Regions from separate parts of the Rattus norvegicus genome. Here region 1 is linked to region 2. A link is a contact called in public Hi-C data. All regions are on one chromosome and are shown on one strand. Each heading gives the region's core, a stretch centred on a gene start, on an enhancer-like site or on the middle of the called end of the contact. The rest is flanking DNA. Distances are from core to core; before and after follow the strand shown.

Region 1 (4,378 bases), core at 271-2,770, 340 kb after region 2:
CGTGGATCTCCGTTGAACGACCCTTTCACAGGGGCCACCTAAGCCCATCGGAAAACACAGGGATGGTAAGGCCTTTTGCATCCAATCCCAGTAAGATTGAAGACCATGGGTTGGAGAGATGGGTAAGGGCATTTAAGAGCACTTCTTGTTTTTCTAGAGGACCTGAGTTCAGTTCCTAGCATCCACTGCAGGTGGTTCACAACTGCCTTTAACTCCAGCTCCAGGGGATTCAATACCATCTTCTGGTGTCCAAGGGCACCACCACACACTTGGAGGGCAGGCAGACAGACAGACACACACACAAATAAAAAATAATTTTAAGCCAAACCTCTCAAAAAAAAAAAAAAAAAAAAAGCAACAAAACCAGCCAGGAGCCAGGAGTGGTAGCTCGTTCTTTTAATATTAGTACTCAGAAGGCTGGAAGATGACTGAGGATTCTCACAGGGCTATCCTTGTGTTCAGAAAGATATCCTGTTTAAAGAAACAAACAAACGAATACAAAAGAAAATGATGGACATAGTATAGTTTGATACTAAACCTCTTGTAGTCCACTGGGGCCTCGAACTGGAAATGTATAAGAATGATCTTGAACTCCTGATCCTTTTGCCTCTGTCCCCAAATGTTTGTGGTTTGCTTTTCAAAGGGTATTGGTTGAGTGAATGCAGTAGCAGGGAGGAGGAGAAGGGTAGAAGTGGGAAATCAAGGGAAGTCGTTCAGGGACGAGAAGCAAAGCCTTGGAGTAAGGTAGTTGTAGAGGAAGGTTCTGGTTAAAAACCAGTGTTGAAGTGAGAAAGGTTTGGGTGGAGGTAAGGGTAAAAAGAAATCTGGTATGCTCCCTTTTGTGGGACATTTTGAGATGGCGGTGAAGTCTCTGGAGCTAGTTTTTCTTTTGTTGTTGTTTGTTTTGTTTTTGAAGATAGGGTTTCTCTGTGGGACAATACCTGGCTGTCCCGGATTCTCTTTTTATGTAGATCAGGGTGGCCTTGAACTCTGAGAGATTCACTAACCTCTGCCACTTTGGCCGGCCTCCGCGGGTATTTACAGCTGGCTATGCTTAACCCAGAGGCCCAGGGATCTGGACTGGCGAGGTCGTAAGCTTCTTCCCGGCACCCGCTAGTGACATCAGAGGCTAAACCGCTTTAAGATCCCGTGAAATAGAAAAGCAGCTCCGGGAACCCACTGAGGTAGAGGAATCAGCCTTACTTTTTCCCCGGCCCCCATCTACACCTTTAGCAGTCCTCTAGTTCCTCACCTCTGAGGAAAGCGAGAGGCCTCTGAGGGCTGATGGCGGGCAGGGCCGAGCGAGCATGGAGACGTAGCCGTCTCAGGCCCCAGAAGCCTGCCAGCGGCAGCACAGAGTACAACGGACAACTTGCACCAGCCTGCACCACCAGCCACGCCCCGCCGTGACCCACGTTGACGACACGGGGTCCCATGATGCCTTGCGCGCCGCTCTGCCATTGGCCCCGCAAGTCGTCTTCCTTTTTTAAATTGAGGCGCCGAATCGTTGCTAGTTTCTGAGCAGAGGAGGTTTGTCCTCTCCGGCTCTTGCGGGGCGGTGGCCACGGCCAAAAGGTCTGCGTGGACCTCGGGGACGCGGAGCTGCAAGTCTTGGTCCTTCTTCCCTGGTCAGCACCGGGCGAGAAGAGGCGGCGCCCGGTTCTTACTGTGTCGGAGTCACCGCCAGGCCGGCAGGTTTTGGCTCGACCGTCATGGCGTCCCAGCCGAGTTCTTCTTCGAAGAAGAAAGAGGAAAAGGGCAAGAACATTCAGGTGGTGGTGAGATGCAGGTAAGGAAAGGCTGGTACGAGTTCTGAGGCGGAGGCTTCGCAGTTGGGCTCCTTCCTGTGCCGTTCCGGAGAGGCGCCGATTTGTTTACCTTTTCTGAAGGAATCTAAATCATCGGTTTCTGGGCTCCTCCGTGTTTTGTTCGGTAAAAAAGCTACCACGTTCAGGTCTAAATTAGGGTTTGTTTCGGAGCGGAAAGGATGTTGGTGTTAGTTATAGAGTTAAGCGGCACAAAGAATTTGATGGTTGCTCTTCGCTGAAAAGTGCGTTCCCATCTAAAAGCCAACGTCGCCGAAAATTTATCTGTCATTGCCCTTTGCTACACCGTGCGAGTTGTCAGTTCGGGAATAAAGCTTCAGATCTACTTTGTATGTAGTTTGGCGCTTGCCTTGGGGCTATTTCCACCTCAAAAAGAGTAATGGTTCTTTATTGTAGATGGCAACGGCCTATTCATCTCTATTAACCAAGTAGAAATTACTGAGTTTAAGTTAAGGTAAGTTGTAAAGTGGGTGTATGAACCTCACAAGCTAACGAAGGTACATGTCTGTGGTGCAGCATATTTCTTTTTTTTTAATCTGCGTTTGTTCACAAACCAAAAGCCAGAATTGTGAGTAGAGGAAGGATGTGGGGGTTCAGCACTCCCTGACTGACAAACAAATAACTTACCCAAATTTTTTAATTTTTTGAATTCTTGTAGTATTACCGAGGCTGGTCTGGAACTATATGTTAGTGTACTTTGCTGTCTCAGCCTCTGTCTGGGTCGTTTAGTTGAGATTGCTGGGTGACAAGTGTATGCCACTCCACATGTCATTTTGGTGGTTGTTTGTTTGTTTGTTTTGCTGAGACTGGTCTCAAACTCAGACTCGTTCCCTGTCTTAGTTCTGAGTTCTGGAGTTATAAGCAATTGGAGTTTGAATTACCAGACCCAAGTTTTTAAACTAGGTGTCAGAGAGAGGGGTGTGGCAGCAACCTCCAGTCTAATCGAAGATACTTAATTGCTGCACTGTGGAGCTGTAATTTAGCGACTTAATTTGGAACTTTCTTTTTAATCAACAGGAAATTAAATGCACTTAAGAATTTAGCAAAAAAAGAATTTAGCCAGGCTGTGGTGGGACATACCTCTAATCCCAGCATTGAGGAGGCAGAGGCAGGTGGATTGCTGAGTTCGAGGCCAGCCTGCTTTACAGATCGAGTTCCAAGACAGCCAGGGCTATGAAGAGAAACTCTTCATAGATTTATTTTTAATAATGTGTATGTGTGTCGGCATTTGCATACCTATGTGAGTGCCTATGTCGAACAGGAAGAAAGCATCACCTCTAGAAGCTAGAGTTACAGGTGGTTGTGAGCCAGCACCAGGTGTGGGGACTACAAACAGAACTCCTCCAGCCCTCTAGAGGAACAAGAAGTGTTCTTAATCTAAGCTAGCTCTTACACAACAAATGCACTTTTTTAAAACAATTATTTTGTAATAATAATTACTATTATTATACAATATTATCTTTTCTGTGTGCTATTATTTCTTTTGTTACTTACAAAATATTTGAGTCATAAGAAGTTATAAAGAAGACTAATGGTGGGTTGGGGATTTAGCTCAGTGATAGAGCGCCCTGGGTTCGGTCCCCAGCTCCGGGTGGGGGTGGGGGGGAAGAACACTAATGGTGGGGTTGTGGTGGTACATACAGGTCTCTAATCCCAGCAATAGGGAGGCAGAAGCATCATTGTAACATATGCTTTTGTTTATCACTCAAATTAAGAAATAAAACATCTCTGACCATACTGTCCTACATTTCAAGGCTTGCCTTAAGAGATTTTTTTTTTTTTTTTTTTTTACCAGTGAAAAACGTCTACATGTGTCTGTTAATAGTTTTGTCATAGTTTTCTTTTTCTTGTCTGGTTAGTCTTTATCAAGGAGTGTTCCCTGTGCCAGTCTCATTAAGTTTAATAAGCTGCATATGAGACTTTCTTAGGCTGTGGTATGTTAGATCTTCTTTTGTCTTGTGCGTTTGGTGGCAGGGTCTCAGGCTTTCTGTCTAGTCCCTGACTCATCTGCACCCAGACTTGAAGTCAGTGCAGTCAGTGCTCCTGTGGCCGCTTACTCAGTTATGATGCTACATGTGTGTGAGCCACATGCCTGTTTCTGATGCTGTTGCCTATGCCTTTGGTGTCTTATCCAAGGAATCATTGCTAAAGCCAACGTTGCCAGGTGTGTTTTCTTTGTTTCTCTAAGTTTTACAGTGTTAGATCTTAGGTGCAAGTTTTTGGTTCACTCTGTGTATGCTAGGTGAACATTCAGCTTCAATGTGTAGGATACCCAGTTTTTCATGTTACAAAACTAAAGACTAAAATCATTCTTCTAAAATCACTTGCCTGTATAGGAGAGGGTTTATTTATGAGCACTCAGTTCCACTAGTCTATGTCATGTCTGTCTGTGCCGGTCCTGTACAGTTTTGACTGCTTATGCTTTTAAAATTTTAAAATCAAGAAGTGTGAGTCCTGGGTTGGAGAGATGGCTCAGTGGTTAAAAACACTGACTGCTCTTCCAGAGGTCCTGAGTTCAAATCCCAGCAATTATATGGTGGCTCACAACCATC
Region 2 (4,884 bases), core at 2,384-4,883:
GGTGCTACAGGCTGCAATCTCAGCCACCTGAAATGCTGAGGCAGAAGGATTCCAAGGCCTGCCTGCTCCACACAGTGAGTCCCAGGCCAGCCTGGCAACTTTGTGAGACTGTCAGGATATATGCAGAAGGTGGGCTGAGGATATGAATACTTGTCTAGTTGTGTGGAGTCCTGGGTTCAATCCCCAGTATTGCACCAAAACCTGCACAAAACAAGAGCTTCTCCAAAACCACATCAAAGAATGCCTTAACAGATGATTCACTTCTGGAACTCATGAGAACCAATCAGACCCGCCCGCCTTGCTGGAGAGGCTCAGAAGTACATTTGATTGCCATGTACAATCCCCAGCCGTGGCGTGGCCTCAGATCGCCCAGATACACGGGCAGACTTGTGACAGGGTGACTGTCATCTGTGACAACGCTAACTGGCATGAGCGTGCACACTGCCAGGTATCATTATTTTAAACTTGTGGGTAAAAAGGAAAGAACTAAGTAGACCTCACCCTTTCCACAGAACGGTTTAATGAAATTGACTCCCACATAAGAATATACAGCATTTTGGGGGAAACTCTTAATTGTAAAGACGTCGCTCAGTGAAATGCCATGGCAGACTTCCCAGTGGAGACTGTGGATGGCTGACTGGAAAGCCAGAGAGCTAAGGCATGGGGACTCAGCGCTTTTGGTGTGTTTCTATTTCCACTCACCAGCTCGAAGGGGTCGTGGAACTCCCCCAACAAAGATAGTTTTTCTGGGGTCCAAAGGCTGAGAGCCATCCATTACAAAGTCACTGTCACTTAGGTTCCACGGTCGGATTTGCACCTGAAAAAAAGGCGTTTACTTGGTCCTTACTTCATTTCCATCAACCCCAAATGAGAATAAGATGACTCAAGACACACCCACTGTTTGCACATTTTTAGAACATCCAAGTCCCAAACAAAATCAAGTTAATCACTTAACACGGTCTGCATGAAGTGCCATTGAGTCTTGGGGAAGCCACTCAATGCTCCAGACACAAATGAACCCTGCGCAGACCACCCGTGTCATTAAAGGCAGTCTTCAGCAGATCCTGAGGTTTGGATCCAGTTCATCTGAGCACATCACAGACTCTTGACAACCATTTTTAACTTTTTGTAATGAATCCAGCTAGAAGGAACAGAAACATTAAGAGGATTTTCTAAGGATTATCCATTTGCCTGGACTTCCAATTCTCATCACCACCCCAAGTTAAAATATTTACCTCTCAAAGAATATGACATAACACAGATTAACACTCAAGTTAGCAAACAATTACAGAGATAGCCAACACTGACACTTAGAGAATAGTGCCTAATTTAATTATTAAACTGACTTTTCTACACAAGGTTGATTAAATAAAGGCAAATGTTGTGTGTATGAGCGCACATGCAAGAGACAAGACGGACACACACACTCACACACAGAGTGAGAGGAGAGGAGAGAGACAGAGATGGAGGGGAGGAGAGCTGTTGCTGCAGAAGTTGTCAGTGCTTAGGCAGTGGGTGTTGTGGCGAGCATCTTTAACTGCTGTGCCATCTCACCAACCCATAAAAGTTCAAAGAATATGAAAAGAAACCATTACAGCTTATTTTCTTTTCTAAAATTCTTAAAAATTTTCTTATTCAAGTGTGAATGGTTGTGTGTGTATGTGTGATGTGTGTGTATACATGCAAAGGCGTGCATACCAGATGAGTGTATTAGTCAGAGGACACCTTTTGGAGTCAGTTCTCTCCTTCCCGCTCTTCTGTGAGTTCTGAGGCTAGACCTCAGGACAGAAGGCTTGCATTCTGCATTGTCAGGCAGCAAGTATCTTTACCTACTGACCACTACACTGCCTGCCCACAGTATTTCTTTTTACTTAGCTTCTTATGCTCACAGTTTATACTATTTATCATACACTGAGAAATGAAGCATCTTATCAGCTTACCCTTAAAGCAAATTCCTTTTAATCATGACTGATTACAAAGAACAGTTTAAAACAAGCAAAGCAGAAGTAATGCTACCCTTTCTCCCTAAAAGGTAAGGGTGACACTGTCCCCAGTGGGTTAGTCAGCAAGTGGGTGGCCACTGGAGACGGGCGGGAGAAGCCACCTGGTGTTTGCCATGAAGGAATTAATGCCTATCCTCTGTCCCTCCCTCTCAGGTTAAGATGGGATACAATATAGGTGAATTTCCATATTTTAATACTCACAGAATTCATTTCTGGTCTCAATGGCTGAGCTTGGCAAGCCTGGCACTCCTGCCTTGCCAAACTCTTCTGTCTGCCCCCAGATGTTCTAAAACTGGAACTGCTCCTTATTAACAATTCACACAGTCCTTCACAGGGCTGGGTTTACCTTACCCCAGGCTAGGCTTTTTTCCCTTTTATTATACTTTCTCTTATTAGAAAGCAAAAAGCCACACAACCTTCCATTCTTCCAATTCTCATCACCACCCCAAGTTAGACTCTGAAAACATAAGCCCGCTAGGCATTCTGTTAGCTACAGATGTGATCCACCTTTACTGTCCAAGAAAGTCCAGTGTCATTTCTGTAAGATGTGCTCAACTGGGCGAAGTGACTGCTTCCTTGAGATTTCCCACAAAGGTTGTCTCATGCTTTCATGAGGGTGCGTCACTAACTTTTAATTATAAACACAATACTTCCCCGACCCTGGAGGGAAGTGGTTCTTGTGCCACTGCCTCTGGTGCCTCCTGCACAGAAGCCCCCTTCTGGCCTGACTTCTGACAAAGCTCTTAGGCAGCTTACAGACTCACACACTGTTGGCTGACTTTGGTCATGGTCGCTATCCCTCCAACCCTCTTGGTATTCACCTTTGGCCTCCATGTATTGCTCAGGGTGGTCTCAAAAGCTCCTGAGCTCAATCATCCCCCAGGTTCCAATTCCTATCCAGCTAAGACTAGTGTTGTGCACTCCTGAATCCAAATGGTAACACATCTCTTCGTTTCAAAATGAAAGTCTCATGACTTTTCCATATAAAGCTATTTGTTTTCATCTTATAAACATTACAGGAAACACATTACACCTTCTATAACAGCTGTATGCTTCAGCTGGTCAAAGGAACACTGCAGAAGACCTAGAAACGTCCTGACGACCGCTGTCCTTACCACAGTCTTCCTTCTACCACTACTTGCTCCGCCCTCTACTTGATCGTCTCACACACAACTCCATCCCTTTGCTCTATTCTTGGCTTTACAGCTTAGGTAAGCTCACAGGAAGAAGGCTCAGGACGCAGTGCTGATCAACCCTATTCACCAAACCCACACTTCCCAGCTGCTGCCAGGAAAACAGCTGCTCAGAACTGGCACCCTGCAGAGCTAAAGAAAAGTTGACATAGGCCAGCATCAGCACATTCTGCATTAGCAGAGTAGTGTGGGAATGGACTGAGGCTTTCCCTCTCAAAATGGCTGCTCTCTGAAATACAAGCTCCTTCCACACAACTCGTACCTCCCTGAGAGTGGCAATGCTCAACAAGCATTTACAAGAGAAAACACAAAACTTACTTTCCCTTAGTTTCTTTTTTGAATTATGCATTCCAGTGAAGGCTCTCCTGAGGACCATGAAATCTATGTTTGGCTGAACTATGTGTCTTCTAAATTCTTATCCTCTGAGTCAGTAATCTGTTTTACACAAAGCTTGCTGGTATAAACATTTATGTATGCCACAGTAACTTTGAAGGAATGCAGCACTAGTAAGATGAAGTTATTGGTGAAAGTGTGAGTTCCCCCTTCTGACGTCTCCCTGTGTCTCCTACAGAAGGCAAGTCCTTGGGGTTGCTATGTCAGACACTGCTACTTGGGGAAAGCTGTTGACTATCTTTTGGAGTTTCAGGGCATTCATTGATGTACTTTATCAAAAACTCGAAGGAAGTTTACAGGCAAGAAATCTGTTCAACATTGCTAAACACAGCATATCCCAAGTTATTTCTATGCAATTTTTAAACATAACACCTACTAATGTTCACATCTGGACATCACCGTCCTATGCCAAAGTACTTTCTGAGTGATGAACTGTTATTATTTTGAAAAGGTTACGTCCACAGAAATTAACTTTAAGTAGTTAAGAGTAAATTTAATATTAGTAAATTAGTTAATATATTTAAATATTAGACAGATGTCCAAAGAACATCTTTTATTATTAAAAGTTTTGCAGACTGACCCTCATTAAATATATGTCATCAAATCAGTTTGGTTAAGTAGGGATCGAAATTAAAGACTAAAATGTTATTTACTTAAAACTAAAGGTGATTAATAGAATTAAGGGCAAGCCAACTACTACAGAAAACACTAAGAAATGTAACATGGATCACTAGTTTAGACTGAGGCATATGATAAAAACCACTAGCTAAAAAGAGTTCAATGAAAATTAACAAAAACTCCCAAATTAAAATGTCAATGTATTTTTTTGTACTTTTTTGTTCTACCTTTTTTTTTTTTTTTTTTTTTTGGTTCTTTTTTTTTTCCGGAGCTGGGGACTGAACCCAGGGCCTTGCGCTTCCTAGGCAAGCGCTCTACCACTGAGCTAAATCCCCAGCCCCCTTTTGTTCTACCTTTAATCACAGAATAAAAGAAAACACAACGGCCTTGCATACTGGCACCGGCCTTTAACCCCAGCCCTGGGGTGGGGTGGGGGTGGGGAGGAAAAAAACAGAAAAGGGCTTCAGGTTTTCTGTGTTGGGGTGTGTGTGTGTGCGTGTGTGTGTTGGTTCTTGCTTTAGACTTCATCCTCCTGGTACCACTGTAGGTTACAAACGCCCATCACACAAATCCTGCTGCAAGGCATCTTGTTCCCTCTGTTTTTCCCAAAGGAACTCAAAAGTCAGCACTGCAGTTCCGTGGTCAGCTCAGGTACCAGAGCTGACACCTCCTCCCCG

Evidence for each region. A called contact is a pair of places that touch in the nucleus more often than the background predicts.
Region 1: a Hi-C map of the A7r5 cell line shows a contact between it and region 2, with 4 times the contacts expected there. The contact joins the promoter of Kif11 here to the enhancer-like site in region 2. A contact is called at or near these places in 2 of 12 Hi-C or Micro-C datasets (the A7r5 cell line and Schwann cells).

The regions. Positions count from the first base shown.
Region 1 is chr1:244,535,347-244,539,724 of GRCr8, forward strand. Kif11 (kinesin family member 11) reads left to right here and starts at 1,521. Exons shown (of 22, transcript NM_001169112.1): 1 at 1,521-1,789. The coding sequence starts at 1,713. It overlaps LOC134483989 (a long non-coding RNA gene), which reads right to left and starts at 1,392. Exons shown (of 2, transcript XR_010061245.1): 1 at 1,008-1,392; 2 at 382-471.
Region 2 is chr1:244,195,223-244,200,106 of GRCr8, forward strand. It overlaps Cpeb3 (cytoplasmic polyadenylation element binding protein 3), which reads right to left. Exons shown (of 11, transcript NM_001419825.1): 9 at 703-817. Among named protein-coding and RNA genes, the nearest start is that of Btaf1, 120 kb to the left of the region's middle. Within about 2 kb of position 3,634, at least 14 of the 93 cell types and tissues checked have an H3K27ac peak or open chromatin away from gene starts, as enhancers often do. A contact at or near this core is called in the A7r5 cell line, where this site is marked.